Linked DNA regions of Anas platyrhynchos: all the other regions are linked to region 3. Evidence: chromatin contacts called from public Hi-C data. All regions are on one chromosome and are shown on one strand. The core of a region is the stretch at or near the end of the contact, and the rest is flanking DNA. Distances in the headings are between cores, read along the strand shown. Region 1 overlaps TM2D1 (TM2 domain containing 1). Region 2 holds the start of TM2D1 (TM2 domain containing 1). Region 3 overlaps NFIA (nuclear factor I A).

The links. Hi-C and Micro-C count contacts between places; a contact is called where the count stands out from the background.
Region 1: a Hi-C map of subcutaneous adipose tissue shows a contact between it and region 3, with 3 times the contacts expected there. The contact joins two enhancer-like sites. A contact is called at or near these places in 3 of 8 Hi-C or Micro-C datasets (liver, skeletal muscle and subcutaneous adipose tissue).
Region 2: a Hi-C map of skeletal muscle shows a contact between it and region 3, with 2.0 times the contacts expected there. The contact joins the promoter of TM2D1 here to the enhancer-like site in region 3. A contact is called at or near these places in 4 of 8 Hi-C or Micro-C datasets (liver, skeletal muscle and subcutaneous adipose tissue).

What each region holds. Positions count from the first base shown.
Region 1 is chr8:36,657,605-36,660,304 of IASCAAS_PekinDuck_T2T, forward strand. TM2D1 (TM2 domain containing 1) reads right to left here. Exons shown (of 7, transcript XM_072041448.1): 7 at 733-1,985. Among named protein-coding and RNA genes, the nearest start is that of TM2D1, 19 kb to the right of the region's middle. Within about 2 kb of position 1,292, at least 3 of the 8 cell types and tissues checked have an H3K27ac peak or open chromatin away from gene starts, as enhancers often do. A contact at or near this core is called in subcutaneous adipose tissue, where this site is marked.
Region 2 is chr8:36,676,115-36,678,835 of IASCAAS_PekinDuck_T2T, forward strand. It overlaps TM2D1 (TM2 domain containing 1), which reads right to left and starts at 1,365. Exons shown (of 7, transcript XM_072041448.1): 1 at 1,177-1,365; 2 at 408-477. The coding sequence starts at 1,365. LOC140002995 (a long non-coding RNA gene) reads left to right here and starts at 1,672. Exons shown (of 2, transcript XR_011810841.1): 1 at 1,672-1,811; 2 at 2,290-2,721.
Region 3 is chr8:36,380,249-36,383,046 of IASCAAS_PekinDuck_T2T, forward strand. All of the region lies in intron 2 of NFIA (nuclear factor I A), which reads left to right. Among named protein-coding and RNA genes, the nearest start is that of NFIA, 110 kb to the left of the region's middle. Within about 2 kb of position 1,498, at least 1 of the 8 cell types and tissues checked has an H3K27ac peak or open chromatin away from gene starts, as enhancers often do. A contact at or near this core is called in subcutaneous adipose tissue, where this site is marked.

The DNA of each region.
Region 1 (2,700 bases), core at 42-2,541, 280 kb after region 3:
ACTTTAAAATTAAATGCTATTATTTATGGTAGAACTTGTGCTAGTTAAAAATGCAGACCTCAGCACTATGTACGTTTGTAAGCAGAAGGTTAAGCAGGACATTTTAAATGGTAAAGCAAAGGGCTTAATCAAGGCTGAAGAGCAAAATGCAGTGGGATAACAGATACAGTAAACAGGCATTAATCACCATACAGGCTTAATCCAGGTATTAGGCAGTCTTGGGGCTAATATGAAGACTCACTTGCATAAGGGCTCATTCTATCAACTCTTAAATATGTGAATAACTTTATTCTTGGGAGAAATTTCGTCCAAGTTAAAGGCACTTGCAAGACCAGGCCCATAGTGTGCCTTTGTAAAACGGTCATCACACAATTATTTTGCCTGCAGGGGATTTCTGAATTAGAAGACACGTGTAGGGGTGTGGCTCAAGAAAGGAAAAAATTGAACAGCCGGAGCATCGGGAGCCACTTCTCCAGGCTTTTTCCCTCGACACTGTCTGTTACTGTGACATCGAAATCCAAGCTAAGCACTTCTTGCCAAGGATGGACCAAATAACACCATGGAGCCAGTATCATCTCAGGGGAGACCGCTCGCTGTCTTAGTGACAAATTCAGTCACTACAAATCCAGGCTTAGAACATAGTCCTTCCCGAGCCATAATCCAGTGCTTGCAAACTGTGTTTAACCACTGATGAACTAAAACTTCAGTTTCAAGAAGATAATAGCACATCCATAAGTATGAAACTCACTTTTATTAGGTGTTTAGAAAGGTTCAAGTGCTTCCACATTTAACTTAACATCAAAAATTCCCCATCTCTGTATGAACATACACACCACGTGCACTGACGTCCCGGCACGCAACCCCCATCCTCCAGCCCAAGGTGGGTTTTGGCGTCCTGGTCCATTTTGGCTCACCTACCCCTACCGCCACCTACCCCTGAAACAGAACCTGTAGGCTCAGGGCAAGCCCAACGTGAGCTAACCTGAGGAAAGGGGAAGGAGATGGAAGTGGGGAACGGGGTAGATGGCCACAGTTTATCTATTCAAGGAACAGCAAGATGAAAAAAAATCCACAAACCTTTAATTGTGAATGTAGAAGAGGGACAGTGATGTAACTGTTCCCAGGGAACACTATTCTTATTTTGTAGAGGGAGGTGAGCCAAGATACTTAAGCTCTAGAGAACCTTTAACACAGGAAGCTATTTATCATAACAAGCTTGGTTGATACTGCTCCCATACTGAACCAATTAGATTAGCCTATTTCGTCATACTTCATAACTTGGGATGATAGGTTTCCAAGCATGGTACAGTGCAGTAATTGAATTTTGATCAAACACACATGGCCCATAACCCAGTATGTGAAACTTTCAGAACAGTTCACAGCTTTTAAATATCCAGTCAACATGTTGCCAAAAGTACAGGATGTACTTGATGCAAGTGGGAGAGGAGGGGGGAGCACGAGTCCACGCCGTAACTTGGTACAGCTGTAAAACAAACATTTTTTTGTTCCGATTCTGTTCCTACTTTAGCAAAGGAGCTGGGAGGAAGACAGTGAATGTCAAGTAAGTCGTTTTTCTCCCCAGCCCCCACGCCCCCCAGGCACACATTTCCCTTTTAACATTCTTAGATTACCACAACCTTTTAAATTCACTATACTGTACTTTCATACTGTATTAGACACACCAGCAATTATGTTTGTTAGCATGACACATCCATTGCTTACACTTAGTTAACAAAATAACTTAAAAGTCGCATGCATCATCCTCTTAATAGGGTTATAATCAATGGGACCATGGAATGAAAGCCCTAAAAATTACCCCCCACCTCTGCATTCCCCAGGCTTCTGCCTCTGCCAACACAATCCATATGTTGGGCAGTCTCTTCGGGCTCAAGGTGAACACCCAGTCAGTGCTTTGCAGTCCGTGCTCTCCCCTTACACGTTCTTGCTGTTTTCTTCACAGTAAATCCGAGGACCTGAGGAAGGTTCTGTGTAAAGGAAACAGAATGCATTAATAATTTCATTCCCACCACTCTCCTGACTCGAGGGCAAAGCACCCTCTGCAGAACAGGTTCACGACGAGGAGTTTTGTGCTACTTTATTCTGAGCCAGCCAAACCTGAGCTGCTCTCTGGCCCACCCCTGGCAGCCTGGCACGCTGGAGCAGTGGGGCAGGATAACCCCGGGCGCTGCCAACTTCCTTCTCGTTTGAATGCTTCGACCTGAAAGGCAGTCGGAGGCTGTGCAGCTCTCCCAGCACCTCGGGCATCTCAGCTCCCCGAAAGGGAAGCACCAGGGCAGCCAGCACCTTGGTTTTAGCTGAGGTGGTGCAAGAGACATAAAAGCTGGCAATTACTGCGACAGCCCTCCAAAGGATGGAGGTTTACCCCAGTGCTTCTGGTTGCGCTCCGTGGATCAGCTGCCTCCAAGACGTCTCACACACCTGCTCTGGAGTGCAGCTGTGTAAGAGAAGCAGCCACAGGTTCCAAGGGGAGAAATGGTGCTTTCCAGAGGTAACAAAACGTGCATCTCGCTCTGTCCTGCCACTGGTTGGGGACAGGTACATCGCACAGGTACAGCCACCCCTGTGTGAGACAGAGTGCAGGAGGATGCACTGGAACCCTTCTCCCTCCCCGCCCCACGCCTGACTAAGTTATGATGCTGCAGAGAAAATTAAAAGAAAAAAAAAAGAAAAAGAATTCAG
Region 2 (2,721 bases), core at 115-2,614, 300 kb after region 3:
ACTCTTGATGACGGAAGGCACCATCCTTCCTTAAAAGAATTATACAGATTTTGAAGGTTTTGAGGTTGCTCTGCCATATGTCAGTTCTTCTAAGTATATGCAAAACTGAGTAGGACAGGAATGGTTTGCTCTAATCACAGTAGAGAAGGACAGGGCCTAGAAGATATGACATACTTTGAAGAGGCTTACCAGAAACCTCACTTAAAAACGTACCAACGAGAGACAACGTATTTATTCATTTTCAGTGAAGCATCCCATGTACACAAATGTTCCAGGCTTTCACACTAATGACATTACTAATCCCATGTTTTAAAAGCTCATCTAGCAGATACATAAATGCATGAATTAAATGCTTCCTTGGAAAATGTAATTACTGTCAATATATGTTAGAAATTGGAAATCCTTACCATATGCCGTGTGATTTGTACAATTCATTGGTTCTTGTGTGCTATTGTCTATTTTAGGCTCATCACACATATATGTTCAGGTAATTGAGGAAAACATTTCTCATATCAAACACTACAACAGGTTTAACATTAATTTATTCCACCCTCTTTAACCTCTGAGGATTAAAGATGTACCTTGATGTCAGTTTTCCTCCCTCCCCATCCCCCCAAATAGGAACAGCACATTACCATACAGCAAATCTGCTAATCCAATTTAATACATCAATATATTGCATAAGCTCCACGCTTAATTAGTGCTGCAGTCAGCACTACCTAAGGGAACTACAATATTTATCAGTCACAGTCTCTGTATTTGAAGGCGACAAGGTAGAAAACCCCAGCCTATGCTTCCTTCCTTATTTTGATACCGGGGTACCTTTAAACCGAGGCATTTGGTTGAGAAGATTAAAGCTACAATAACAAATTTCAAAGAACACCTAAAAACGAACATCGGAAACGCCGGGAATTTGGACTAAAGAAATCGTGAGCAGGAACAAATTTTCAGAGGGCTGAACTCCCACGGCCAAGTAAGGCAGGAGGTGAAATTAACTTTTTTTTTCCAAGCTACCCCCAAACAAACCCGTGCCACCACACACACACACCCCCTCCCTCCCGCCCCTTCCACCCGAGGGTGTCCCTGCCACCACCGCTGCCCCCCGGTGCCTCACAGCCGCCGGCCCCATCCCCTCAGCCCCCGACCCCCGTCCCCCCCGCCGCGGCCGCGCTCAGGATATTGCCCCAGCCGCAGCTCGTCGCACTTGGGCGGCGGCTCCGAGCTCGCCGCTGCCCTCACGGCTGCGAACCAGAGGAGGAAGAGGAGAAAAGGGAGGAGGAAGGGGAACGGGGCATCGGCCGCCCCTCGCCACCTCAGCACCGTCCCCGCCGCTCCCGCCGGCCGCCGCCCCGGCCGGGCGGCCATCTTGGGAGCCGCGGCCGCCGTCAGTGACGCCGCGGGGGGGGAGGAGGAGGAGAAGGAGGAGGAGGAGGAGCGGCCCCACCGCCCTGCCTCCGGGGGAGCCGGCTGCGCGGGCGGCCCTCTGGGTGCCGCTTTTATTTATTTATTTGTCTATTTTTGGCTCTTTCAGGGGTTGGCCTCGGTAAATATGGCTCCTGAGGCGGCTCGGGGAGGCGGTGAGGGCACAGCGTGCCCTTACCCAAGATGGCGCCCGTGCAGGCCCGCCGGGCTCTGTACCCTGGACAAAGATGGCCGCCCGAGGGACGGCGCCCCTCTGCCCTTACCCAAGATGTCGGCCCCGCCTCAGCGGGGCGGCGCGGGGCGATGGGGGGCGGTGAAGGGGCTGTGAGGGGACCCGGGGCTGCTCTCGGGGGGCGTCCTCCTCTACAGGAACCGCCTGGAAGCGGCTGGTGAGGACTGGGTTAGGAGGGGTGAGAGCAGCGTGGGCAGGCGGTTGAGGGACAAGTACGGGGCTGAGGGACGATCACCGGCATGGCAGGCCTAACCTCCCGCCTGGTGCCCGTGAACACTGTCCTGGCACTGCTCTGGGAGCTGTGGGCACCTTCGAGAGAGTTTCAGAGAAAATTCCTCAGATCTGAGGTAAAGTGGGTGGCCCGTGCCCGCCCGGCTCTGCCAGGCCCGGCTAGGAGAGCCCTCGAGCCGTCTTGTGTTTTCATGTAAAATTGTGATTGTGTACTGGTAAAGTACCTTCTCTTGCTTCGTTTTTCTTTTTCTCTACTTTTTTTTTTTTTTAAATGTGTGCTAAATACCTGCAGAAGACAAGCTTTATCTTCATCACTGTTTGCTCCTCGTAAAGTATTTTTTTGTGGTGATAACCAACCTTTGTTTGTTTCTCACTTTTTAAAGAGTTATTCCATATTTTTCTAGTGCTTGTTTCTGAAAGCATCAGTTTTCAGCTGTGAGCTGCTGGGGATCACGGACTGTTTGAGGTGAAGAGACTGTTCAGTGGTGAACGTACTTGGGAAAGGCAGCACTACTGTCAGAAGTTTCCATCCACGCTAGAAGCATTTCCTGAAAAACAAATGGGGACCTAGAAGCTTTAAAAGCTTGGAAACAACTCCCAGGTGGTATTTAAGAGAATGTCATTAACCAGCCCTTTTTAAAGTCTTCTGGTTTCACCAGTGAATGTTTTTGTGGATGAATGGTGACTTAGGGATGAGTCTGTCAGTACCAATGAAAGGTCTGTTATGGCCCCAGGTGCTCAGAGAATCAGTAAAAATGTTGGTTTAAAATATATGGATGTCTGACAAAGATCTCAGCAATATTTCACATCACTGGCTGTCTAACGGCTTTTGGGAG
Region 3 (2,798 bases), core at 248-2,747:
GAGGGGACAGTACTCACTGAACGGTGGTGCTGAGTCCTGAAACTGGGCTGCAGCTGCAGGGTTGGCATTTAGCTGTCCAAAATGGGTCCAAAATGGCTTGGGGCAGGGTGAGGATTTGGGGTCAGGGAGCAGGGGATGGCTCCTGTTACCTCCTCCTCTGAGCTTTGCTGAAGCAGGACTGCTCGTGACACTACACAGATCGTGTGGCCTGCTGGCAAACCCCATTTCTTGGGATATTTGTTATTTGGGGGGCTCTGGTGTGCCCCTCTGGATCCCCCCCGTGTCTCGGGGCTATCCCGGGGGAATCAGGTGCCGTGCCCAGGACTGCAAAGCATCGGAGCCGCGTCTCCACCTGCAGCCACTGCAGCTTCGTTATTGAATTACATTAACAGGCCGCCCTCTAGTGTCATATTTTATTACATGGGTAAAAAAAAAATGGGCCGGGCAGGTAAAAATCCGCGTCTTCGCTCGGTGAGCACCAGCCAGCGCGTCACCCACACGAGTGGCCACGGAGAGTTTTTCGAGAGCATGTCGAGAAGCCCTCTGCCGGGTTAGAGTCCCTGAAACTTGGTGTGAAAATGGGATTTTTGTGCTGAGGTTCAGGAAATCAGCCCCCAGAAGCCAAAGGAGGATATTTCCCAGATCTGCACAGGCACGTGCTCAGGTGCAGGAGTTACCGTTCCCTAGAATTACGTTTCCGTGGCAGGTTGCACCAGCACCTGGCACCGATGTGTGTCCGTACCCCTGGGGTGATGCGTTCAGCCCTTGTGTAAGAGCCTGGGTGGGATTTGGGGAAACACCGGGGATTGCCCGTCACAGCAGGGCACGGGGCACGACACCCCGAGGGCACCCAGAAATCCTCCGTGTGCGTCCTGCGGGGCGCAGGGCTCAGGCACAGGTTCAAGGGGTGGTGCTGGTGGGTGAGGGTGGGGATGGGGATGAAGATGAGGATGATGAGGGTGAGGATGAGATGAAGGTGAGGATGAGGGTGAGGATGAGGGTGAGGATGAGGATGAGGATGAGGATGAGGATGAGGATGAGGATGAGGATGAGGATGAGGATGAGGATGAGGGTGAGGGTGAGGATGAGGATGGGGATGGGGATGGGGATGAGGATGGGGATGAGGATGAGGATGAGGATGAGGATGAGGATGAGGATGAGGATGAGGATGAGGATGAGGGTGAGGGTGAGGGTGAGGGTGAGGATGAGGATGAGGATGAGGATGAGGATGAGGATGAGGATGAGGATGAGGATGAGGATGAGGATGAGGATGAGGACGGACCGCCGTCTCCCCTGCAGATCTGGGCTGCCAGCAGCCAGCACCGTGCCACCCGCATTCCCTGACCCCCCCCTCCGTCCTTCCTCCTCCTCCTCCTCCTCAATCCCCGACGGGGCCCCCGGGCCGGCAGCGGCCGGGAGGGGGCAGCGCGGGCCCCGCCGCCACCGGGATGGGACCGGGGGGAGCCGGGGGGGGGGGCGGCGGCGGGGTCGCGCCTCCAGGGGGCGCCGCGTGCTCGGCGCGCGGGCACGAGCGGGCACACGCACACGCACCGGGCACGGGTGCGAGCACACAGGCGTGCAGGCGCGTGCACAAGCACGCAGGCGTGTGTGCACACAGATGTGCACACGTGCACGTGGAGTCAGGCACGTGCGTGCACAGGCTGCACACAGGTGTGCACGGTTATGGCCGTGCGTGCACCCAGGCTGCACACGCGTGCACACACAATCACGCCCATGCACGCACAGACTGCACACATGCATGCACACGTGTGCACAATCATGCCTGTGCATGCACACAGGCTGCACACGTGCATGCCCCCATGCATAGATGCACGTGCACCTATCAGCGCGCGTGCACGTGCCTATCATGCACACGCACATGCATGCATCTGCACGTGGCACACGCATTCCCCAGCAGAATTGCAGCCCCACGCTCTCACTGGCTGCTGGGGCCCCGTGGTGCTAAGCAGAGATGGTTTAGGAACAGCCCCGGCGTCCCTGGGCCCCGTGGGGTGGTTGGTGTAAGCCATGGGGCACAGGGTGCACGGGGAGGGAGGGCGGCCCTGCTCTGCTGCGCGGCGGTGACGTTTTATCAGGCAAACATCCTGAGCCGTGTTTTGCAACCCCGCAGCAACGCAACTGGAATTATTTATTATTGTTTCTTCTTATTAATTTAATTAAGTTTTGTTGGTGTAGCATTTTTCCCCCATATTAAAGGAAATGAAGTCAACATCATTAAAAGGAGTGGAAGAGGCGTATGCCAAAGTATTTGTAAGAGCACGTTAAAAATATTCTAATATGAATTCCAGCTGTCTCGCAGTCCACTGCGAACTTCTGCTGAGAAATCCAGCAACGCCGCGGCTCTGCTGCTGCTGTCCTTGGGCCGAATGCAAGCTTGTGGTACCAAGGGGAAGCAACCTTCGCCGTGTCCTACGCTCACACTTTTTAAATCAAGTTAGATAGCCATTTACAGGGGCCTTCGGCGTCCCTCTCGGAGCAGATCTCGTGGTGCTTGCAATTAAACGCCAATTGCACCGCCCTCGTCTGCTCCGGAGGACGGCAGAGAACTTCCTGAGGCCTGGCCAGGGCTGGGGGCGTGCGTGTCCTCGTGTGCCGTGCACAGGGCGGAGGGGACGTGTCCCGTTCTTGTGCAACGGCACCGGGATGCTCCTGCTGCCAGGGGGTGCTCTGCCCCCCATTCCTGGGCACAATGCTCCGTCCCTGCTGCACGTTGCACATGCTGCACGCTGTGCACACTGCACGGTGCACACTGCACATGCTGCACATGCTGCATGGTT